Regions from separate parts of the Rattus norvegicus genome. Here regions 2 and 3 are each linked to region 1. A link is a contact called in public Hi-C data. All regions are on one chromosome and are shown on one strand. Each heading gives the region's core, a stretch centred on a gene start, on an enhancer-like site or on the middle of the called end of the contact. The rest is flanking DNA. Distances are from core to core; before and after follow the strand shown.

Evidence for each region. A called contact is a pair of places that touch in the nucleus more often than the background predicts.
Region 2: a contact with region 1 is called in a Hi-C map of Schwann cells, with 9 times the contacts expected there. The contact joins two enhancer-like sites. A contact is called at or near these places in 1 of 12 Hi-C or Micro-C datasets (Schwann cells) and 1 of 1 datasets of contacts at active chromatin or transcription factors (oligodendrocytes).
Region 3: a contact with region 1 is called in a Hi-C map of Schwann cells, with 8 times the contacts expected there. The contact joins two enhancer-like sites. A contact is called at or near these places in 4 of 12 Hi-C or Micro-C datasets (Schwann cells, frontal cortex, mammary epithelial cells and 1 more) and 1 of 1 datasets of contacts at active chromatin or transcription factors (oligodendrocytes).

Annotation. Positions count from the first base shown.
Region 1 is chr2:119,240,458-119,243,484 of GRCr8, reverse strand. The region is part of intron 2 of LOC103691527 (a long non-coding RNA gene); the gene reads right to left. Among named protein-coding and RNA genes, the nearest start is that of Sox2, 220 kb to the left of the region's middle. Within about 2 kb of position 1,529, at least 44 of the 93 cell types and tissues checked have an H3K27ac peak or open chromatin away from gene starts, as enhancers often do. A contact at or near this core is called in Schwann cells, where this site is marked.
Region 2 is chr2:119,089,818-119,092,824 of GRCr8, reverse strand. The region is part of intron 2 of LOC103691527 (a long non-coding RNA gene); the gene reads right to left. Among named protein-coding and RNA genes, the nearest start is that of Dnajc19, 220 kb to the right of the region's middle. Within about 2 kb of position 1,609, at least 3 of the 93 cell types and tissues checked have an H3K27ac peak or open chromatin away from gene starts, as enhancers often do. A contact at or near this core is called in Schwann cells, where this site is marked.
Region 3 is chr2:119,456,245-119,459,257 of GRCr8, reverse strand. The region is part of intron 4 of LOC103691527 (a long non-coding RNA gene); the gene reads right to left. Among named protein-coding and RNA genes, the nearest start is that of Sox2, 7.4 kb to the left of the region's middle. Within about 2 kb of position 1,422, at least 37 of the 93 cell types and tissues checked have an H3K27ac peak or open chromatin away from gene starts, as enhancers often do. A contact at or near this core is called in Schwann cells, where this site is marked.

The sequences.
Region 1 (3,027 bases), core at 280-2,779:
GCGGCTCTGTCTCAGGGCTGGACTAGGCTCCGAATAGTGAGTGTCCTTTTAAAGCAGACGTAAGTTGAGATTGGAGGAGCTGCTTAATAAACTTATTTCCACTATTCTAGATATGGGCCAATGTGGATATTAGCTCCAGAGGACGGCCTAGACATCCAAGCAATCACTAATATGTTCTCCCTTCTCTCAAGCTCTCGTCTCCTGAAATAAATGGTCATATTTTTAAATATAAAATGTACTATAAATTTATTAAACTTTCTGGTTTGGATGAGTTCAAAATATCTCATTATAAATGGAGACTTTCCTGAAAGGCAGCCAACCGTGACTAAAAAGATCACTCTTTTACACACGAAAAAAAAATAGCCTTCTTACTTTACCCTTTGTTGAAAAGACATTTGGCCAGCCACAGGGGAAAGACATAATCTACTTTTATATTCAAATAATTTATTTGAAAACTCCCTGGCTACAATGACCCTAAATAATTCTGGCTCGAATATACATATTACACCGGTTTATGTGACCTTAACCACTGACTTGTTTTAATGTGCCATCAATGATTTCAGCAATTATTTTTTTTAAAGGAGAAAGACACATTCTAACACTTTGATTTAAAGATTGCCATTAAATAAAATTATAACCAAAGTGGAGTACACGGAACAGGCGAGGTGTGCAATAAGCACGCGCGCACACACACAGACACACACACACACACACACACGCAGAGTCGAGCTTGGTGCCCTGCTTCCCTCTTCACACAGCACCGGTCTCTCTGAACTGACTCACATTCCAACACACCATCTACCTGGTGACAACCTGTCAGAAATGGTGCCATCGCTACTTGGCTTTCATGGAGGCAGACAGCGGTTGCCGAGCATACAAGGCTCTGCAAAGCTTCTCAGCAGATCCATTCTGTTTAATTCTGGGCATTTCGTCTCAGAATCTTCAAGATAAGGTTGCTTGTATAGGCTCTAGGCAACGGAGAACTTCACTTAGAAGCCCCCTCCCCAACCCCGCCCCACTGCCGCCCCAGGAGCCAAAGAAGACGCCAGCAGTGAATGTTTGCCCATTTGCTGTAAGACACTGTTCCTTTCATTCAGCTGCCCAGCAGCGTCCACTGTTACATAACAGCGGAGAATGGCATTCCGCGAAGTGTGGAAGTATAAAGCAGGCAGAACCCTCCTAAATACTCAGCCCTCCTTATTTAGGGTTTTAAGAAAACAGACAGTTGTCAAGTAGCTGTACAAAGCATTTAAGAAACAGTTTCTACATTCTTAATTTCTTTCCTGTTTGCACATTGCAACCGATCCCTAAAAAGACCACCTGAGAGTCCAGAAAGGAGTCCAGAAAGTTTTCTGATTTTGCTTATGTTTTTTTTTTCCCTCTTACAACTTCCCATGGTACGCATGAGATATTCCCTGATACAGAAAACCAAAATGCAAAATGTGGACTTGTGCATTCTGGGCGCCTTCCCCAGACTCTGCCCCTCTTCCAGCCGAGCAGAATGAGTATCTGGGCTAACCACACATTTCAGGACAAAGGAGCTAATTCATGGGGGAGGGGAGACCACACACCATTTATAAGGTTTGTTCGGTTTACAAGAAAACCATTGTCAATGCTTTGTTGATTCATTATCAATGACCCTCGTGACAAATAACAAGTGACCACCTCCTGGCTCAGCTCCTCAGCGTCTTCCCCATGCAGGAGCAGCCGGCCTCTACTGGGCTAATTGCTATTCAAGGAAACTGGAACTGTGGGGACAGGAGATGGCTCTGATCACAGATGGAGCCTTTAGGTTGAAGATTTGATGGAATTGTGGTTCTGGTATGTGGGATACCAGGGACAATAGGACAGTGCTTGCTTTTACTGTATGTAACTCTGCTGTGAAGAACCAAATTCCAGTAGAGGGAGAGAAAAAGCTGGGAAAGGACCACAGATGCTTGTGCTGGCTCTATGCAGGGGCCACCGCCAGGATGTTTTAGTCACTACAAATCTTCTTGTATCCCCACCTACAAATGGGACTAAAGTTTTTTCTTTTTCTTTTTCTTTTTAAAGGAAAATCACCTTAAAATCCTTTGTTGGAAAACTGTTATACAGCAAACGAGCATTATCTTCCTCGCCCATTGAACCTTTGTACTTTTTTCTCTGTCCCAGGGGAAATAATAAATTGACATATTTTCTGTCATCAGAGATCCTTTTAAGACCACAATGTGATTGCGCTCCATGTGCCTCACACTTATCCCCATTAAAAACACACAAAGGGGCGAAAGCAGGATAGGACTGGGTGACACAAAGGGCAGACTGGATCTGCTGTCCTACAGCACCGGTGCTCCTGCCTCACCTGGCTGGCTCCAAGGCAGCCATGAGCAGGCCCTGGATAATTTCCTGTTGAAGCTGTGCTCTATGGGAAAGAAAGCACACCGATCTGTGGTCGGTTGACTGCAGATCAGCTCTGTCCCCAGCTGCTCCAGCACCCCTCAGCAGCACCTGTATCTTTTTGACTTCTTTTTGACTGGCTGTTTAGTTGGGAAACACAGGAAGGAAATCTGTTATTGGGACTCCTATATAGTAGTAACATTGCAGATCTCTTCTTCTTCTTCTTCTTCTTCTTCTTCTTCTTCTTCTTCTTCTTCTTCTTCTTCTTCTTCTTCTTCTTCTTCCTCCTCCTCCTCCTCCTCCTCCTCCTCCTCCTCCTCTTTCTCTTCCTTCCCTTCATCCTCCCCCTCTTCCTCCTCCTCCTCTTCCTCTTTCTCCTCCTTCCCTTCATCCTCCCCCTCTTCCTCCTTCTCCTCCTTCCCTTCCTCCTCCCCCTCCTCCTGTTCCTCCTCTTTTCCTCTCCTCCTCTCCCTCTTGTTCCTCTCCCCTCCTCCTGTCCCCACTCCTCCTCTCCCCTTCCTCCTCCTCTCCCTCTTCTCCTCTCCCCCTTCTCCTCTTCCCTCTCTTTCTGTCTGCCTCTTTGTCCTCCCCCTCCTCTTCCTCCTCCTCCTTTGCCTTCTAACATAAACCTAGACCACCATGAAACTGTTCTTT
Region 2 (3,007 bases), core at 360-2,859, 150 kb after region 1:
ATTTCAAACTTCACTCAAATGTTACCAGTTTTCTATTCATAGCCTTTCTTTGTTTTGCCCTAATACAGAACCCTAAAATTGGTCTCGTCTGTTTCCTTAGTCTCCCCAATGAGTGACAGATCTGACTCTGCCTGGTCTGTCATGACCCCGTTACTCTTGGCGAGTTACTGGTCAGTTACTTTGTAGACTTCCCTTTTATTTCCCTGTCTTTTCTAATGATTCTATTGAGGTTACGATGCTAGACCCTATCTCTGGTTCATCTTACCAGGGGGTACATGATATGAAAAATCTTATATCTGGAAGGTTCAGGCTGGTCATAGGTGAGATGGCACGGGCTGGGGCAGCTCATTGTTAACCGATTTCCCACTGTAGTTACCAAATTTCTCTGATTTCCTCTTACTTCAGAGTGAGGTGTTGGCCTCAGGCCCCGTTAGCCCCTCTAGCAGCTTGCTTTTCTGATCTATTACGGGCTCAAAAATCAGGAAGAGACAGCTTGACCGAATGCTAAATCTTTTTAGAAATTGTGCTCTGAACAAGAGTTTCTCACAAACTTGTGAAGTTAGCTTTGGTGATGTTTGGGTAGTTTTGTGGTTTCACATCTTTCTCAGTCTGGGGTGTTTTCATCTGGCATCTACGTCATTGTTCATAAGCTTTAATGACTAGCCTTCCATGTGGAGCCCTCCTTTGGAGGGATTTACAGATCAGGTGTAGAGCCCTTAAGAAAAAAAATGGGCTTGAGCTATGTCCAGAAATTGGGGTTATTTTCTACTTCCTGCCACAGTGGTCATGAGAGTGCATCAAAACAGGAGTGTAAAGCCATTGATTTCATAAGTATCCACTGTCTCAGTCATGAGAGGACAGTCTGCTATAATACTCATAAATCAAATGCTACCTTCTGTTGACACACGCTAACTACTCTCTCTAAATCTTTAAACCTTACACTCCCAGTTCCAGATCAATAGTCCAAAGAACCAATAGATAATACACCTTCATGATGCTACTCATATCAAGGAAGAGGGTTTCTGGAATGGTTTTTTTCCCCACAGAGCCACCAAACCCACACCTCCTCTTGCTTGTGGGATTTCACTGAAACTATAATTTCTAAATATTTAAGAGAATAGTCCTTTTCTTTGTGCCTCACACAGCTCTCCTTCATTTAAAAGTTCTATGTGAATTATATGCATTTCCTCCCAGAACAAGCTATATTTAACATATAGTTAGTATTTATCATGTGCATAAGGTGTTTTTGTTTATACCATTTTTATTTGATGAGGTTAGACCTGGCCCATTTCTTCTGGTTTATACAAACCTAGTAAGAACCCAAACATTCTCAAACAGCATGTCTTTAAAACATGTGCATGGCAGTTATCTGTCTCCCTGGTGCACAGTTCATAAAGATGATTGAGCTGGCTGTTGTTCTGTTGTTTAATCTGATAATTAGGCAATCACTAAATCTTACACTTTCTTACAGAAAATGTTAATACACATTGAGAAAACCAAAAGCAGAGAACTGTAATCTGGACGATAAAATGCATTACTCTGTTTAAAAGGATTGTTTCACAGGCACAATTAACAATCAGCGGCCACAGTGTAGACGGTGTTTTGATGCCATCTGTTGGAATAAGCCTTCTCACTGTCTGGAGTGAAGCCATAATTTTCCGTTTACAGTTTCATTAGGCAACACGCAAGATTAACAGCTCCCCAAAGCAGAGAAATCCAGACACTTTCACTGTTACAGCCTCCTATAAACAGTTAGTTGGTAAGCTACTAAAATTTCCTGAACGTGTGATTAGAGAGCTGGCTGTAAGACCACACATTTCTATGTTGGTTCCAGCCTTAAAATACGAACAGCTCAAACGCCAATGACTTTTCTACTGCTGGTCTCAGTACTGAAGAGTGGATTGCCACTCTTTTTGCTTATTTCTGATGTCCATTAACTTCTAAAAATAATTTACCTAGGCCTAAATACCCTATAACAATATCAGTGAAGAAAGTTAGCAACCCGCCCAATGTAATGTATTGCTCTTTACTGTTTAAATTAGACTATTAAATGCCAGATCAAAATCTCTGGGGTTTCTAATACACTAGGGGGTGCTAGCTCCCTACGTGTATACAGTTAGTAGGCAAACTTTTACCATGATTAGTTTGGGGAATTACAAAAGTTGACCTTACCCAAAAAAAAAAAAAAAATCTTTAAGAGTAGATGCACTCTGCTGTGTATAAAGGAAGGAGGGGGAAGGAAGTCTTATTTATATCCCTAAGACTGAAACAGCAAGGGTCTGGGAAGAGCATCTCCACCAAAAAGGCAATGTCACTACCAATGCTGTATCAATATGGCCTTTCTCTGTGACTGGATCATTAACTGCTGTTTCCATGGAACCTGAGCAAAGTCCAGAGCTCATCAGACACAGACGTGCAGACTGAGTTTCCGGGATACCTCTCATGTCAACTGCTCTACGAAGGCAAGCCATTGGGCAGAAGAGGCTTCTTGCTGTAGACTTTATAGGCTCTGATCTCAAAGAGAAGATGTGTGTCATGACTCAAAATGAACTCAGGACACTGCCCCTTTAGATGCATATGTAAAGAGTTGATGTATTTGCAGAATGGCTGGTTCTTCCAGGCAGAATTATCATAAAAACGACAATGATGTTTATATCTTAACAAACATTAAGCAAGTTATTTGAGATTCTTTTCCATTGATAGGCTGTTCAGACAGCCTCAAATGGTAAGATGTCACCCTGAAGAGCTTGGCTGGTCGGTTGGCTGGTCAGTCACTTAATGAGTTAGTAACTGGTGACTTTCTGCAGATCTTGGCACAGCTGCAGAGGGAAAGTGTGCATGCACAGATGCACACAACTACAAGCACACACAGACAGACACACACACACACACACACACACACACACACACACACACACACACTTCTATAGTTCTATTTCTCTAGGTAACCCTGACAGTGTAAAGTGTCCTGCCCGAATTCTACCTTGCAGAAGTGTTCTCTCTGAAA
Region 3 (3,013 bases), core at 173-2,672, 220 kb before region 1:
TGAAAACAAACCTAAGCCTTCCTTGAGGTTTTTCTGACCCATATTAAGTGACAGCAATGCAGGCCGGTGACATGTGACTGCTGCAGCAAAGTCCAAGTAGCTGAACTCTTAGCCCGGAGCACTCTTTCCTCGGTGACCTCATATAACTTTCTGCTTTGTGTCACTCAAAAGCTTCCTTTCCGGAAGCTCAACCCGATGGAAATCGAACAACAACAGAAAGTGAGAAGCCTCGGAAAGCAAGAGTCTTAGGGACCCCCAAAGGAAGCCGAAGGAAGGGGAAGGGGGAGATCTGCTCTTCTGGACTGACTGGACTGCTTTTTACAGGAAACGGAGGAAAGTTTTCCACCTGTAGCATAACAAGAAGTTAAAGCAAGCCTGTGTGTGAAAGTCACCCACAGTCACCACCAGACCTAAAAGAAGCCAAGGCTACCAGTGGAAGGTTTGCCTGTGGCTCATGCTAAACGCCAGTGAATCATTGTGCTCCCATCCTGGGCAGGCTGGAATCCTTCAGGCCTTCTGTTGACATCAGGAGGCCGCTTCCAAAAGCTCTTCTAACCTCAAAAGCAATGTCGGAGAAGTCAGCTTTCCCTGAGGCCCACTTCTGCTCATCCTCAGCATCCCTTCCATCCCCGGCTCAGAGTTGGGCTTCCAAACACATCTCCGCGGAATTCTCAGATCAGATCGCTGGCCTGATAATCTTTAAAGCCTTCTTCTTAGCTGGGGCTCTGACTTTTATCTCCTCTCCCACCCTTCTTGGCTTTTTGTTGGCGGCGGGGGGGGGGGGGCACTCCTTCTTCCTCTCTCACCCCCTCCCCCCTTAATTTGGAGATCAGTGACACGCCATGCTGTAATGAGTCCTTCAGAAACTGTTATGATCTATGGAGACAGTCTCTACACCTAATTCACAGATTATTGACAAGCACCGTAGGCTCAATGGTGTCAAGTTGTACTTGTGGTATCTGCACCCTTCAGCAGCCCACGTAACTGCCGGGCCCTGGATCTGGAGCCACAGCTTGGCAGTTTATTGAAAGATAATCATCTATCTGTAGCTCTACTCCTTTCAGCCTGGTCCTGTTCTCTCCCTGGCTCTTTGTCTGGGACTTGAATTCCAGGAACTAAAGGTTCTCCAGCAGTTAAAAAACGAACAAGATACTAAACTTAATAAACGAAAGCTCATCCTCGAACCTGGATCTTATTAATGAACCTTGCCCCTGCCCCATCTCCAAATAGCCTGCCCAAGTCCAAACCACACACTCTGCTTCTCAGCGTTTTAAGCTTGGGAGGTAGGGAGAGAGAAAAGAAGGAAGGAAGGGTTGAGGACTTGGCCTGGACTCAGTGGACCTAAGCTAAGTTGGCCCACCCGGCTGGCTGGCTCACAGGATCTCGAAAGACTCACTACTTTACAAAGCAGGGCGCCCAGCCAACCCGCCAGGGCTCAAGCTTGGACGCGGCGACTACAGACCCAAAGCTCCTGCCACGCCCCTAAAGGGTACAGCGCGGCTGGGGAGATCCGGCGGGATGCCAGCCCCAGGAGGCTCTGCCTTCTCCGAGAACTCAACCCCTATTTGGCGGCCTTCCTAGTCTCCAAAGGTGGAGGGGCCTCCTCCCTGTTGGCAGTCCTGTAGCATGGGATTGGAACCGGGGCTCAGCCACCTGCGGCTGCAGAATCACAATGCAGCAGAGCATGGGTGGTGCGCTCAGGCCTGGCTCACCCACTGGCTCACTCTTTTTGCTCAACCTGGCTGTGCATTCTCCTCCGATTTTGCTTAGTTGCGAATTGGCGGGCTGCACGCCTGTCCCCGCTGATCTTTGCCTAGGTCTTCTGTTCGCTTGCAGGAGAGAAGGCTCGTCCCCTGCCAATTCTTCCACACTCCCCAATGGCGGTTGTCTAACCCCTTTGCAGTCCGTTTCCGAGGCAGGGCCTGCTCTTGGCTTCTCTACTCTTCTGCTCCGCGAGACAGATGACCGCAGCGCTGAGACCAGGATGCCCAAGAAGCGTTCCCCAGGCTCCTCGGTGCGCGTGAGGTCACAAGGCTAGTCTCAGGTTGCGATTTCCCTAACCAGGCCTAGCCTCTTCGTGGAGTAAAGGGTGGAGGTGCCGAGGCAACGGCTCCTGAGTGCTCATCATTTCCACAGACTGTCGGGTAGATTTCTCAAAAGCTGGATATGTGCCCCCCTCTCTACCGAGATCCGATCCCGGAATCAGATGAGAGGGCATGTCATCGCGCGGAGCAACTCCTTTAAAAACCATCTCGGACCCGCTAATCTGGAGGAGGAACAAACACACCCTCAACAGCAGATTTGCAGAGATACGGCATTAAATGAGCACAATGCTATCCCGTTAGGAAATGTTAAAATAGGTTCCTATGCTAAGCGGATAAAAGTTAAAACGGCAAACATGCCCTCGAAGTAGGAAATAGACATTTTGTTCATTTGTTGATAGTTTCTTTTTTTAATTTTAAACTAAACAAACCAACATTTTCCGCTTTGTTGGAGTCCAGAGGCTGTGCTCTTTTTGTAATCCGTCTTTCTGACTCAAACACAAGGCTACTCTCCTTCCCTCGCTGACAGAAGTTACAGCTCTTTTTTTTTTTTTTTTAAACACAGACAGGTTTGGAAGTATTAAATAAAACAAAACTGTTTCCAGGATAACTTAGATTCCTAACCAATAAAATGTATCCTAGACCAACCTCCCCTGAAATTCTACATTGATATCAAAGTCAGGAAGACACCTGTTTGGTAGACAATAGCTGGAATTTAACCGATTGCCAGGAAGGAAAAGTTTGATCAAGAGTGGTTTGAGGGGAGGTAAATACTTGAAGGAGAGACTGGACTTTTAATTACATTCTCGAATTAATAATCAAATATAAACGAATTACTTCATCCACTAGAGATCCAAGCAGTTTATATTTGGAGACCTTGTATCTGAAACGCAGCTGGCATTTAAGCGATGCACTCTTCCCTTTAGAGTTATTTTGTAAAAAGCGGACAAGCGGAAGAAGCATTTTTTTCT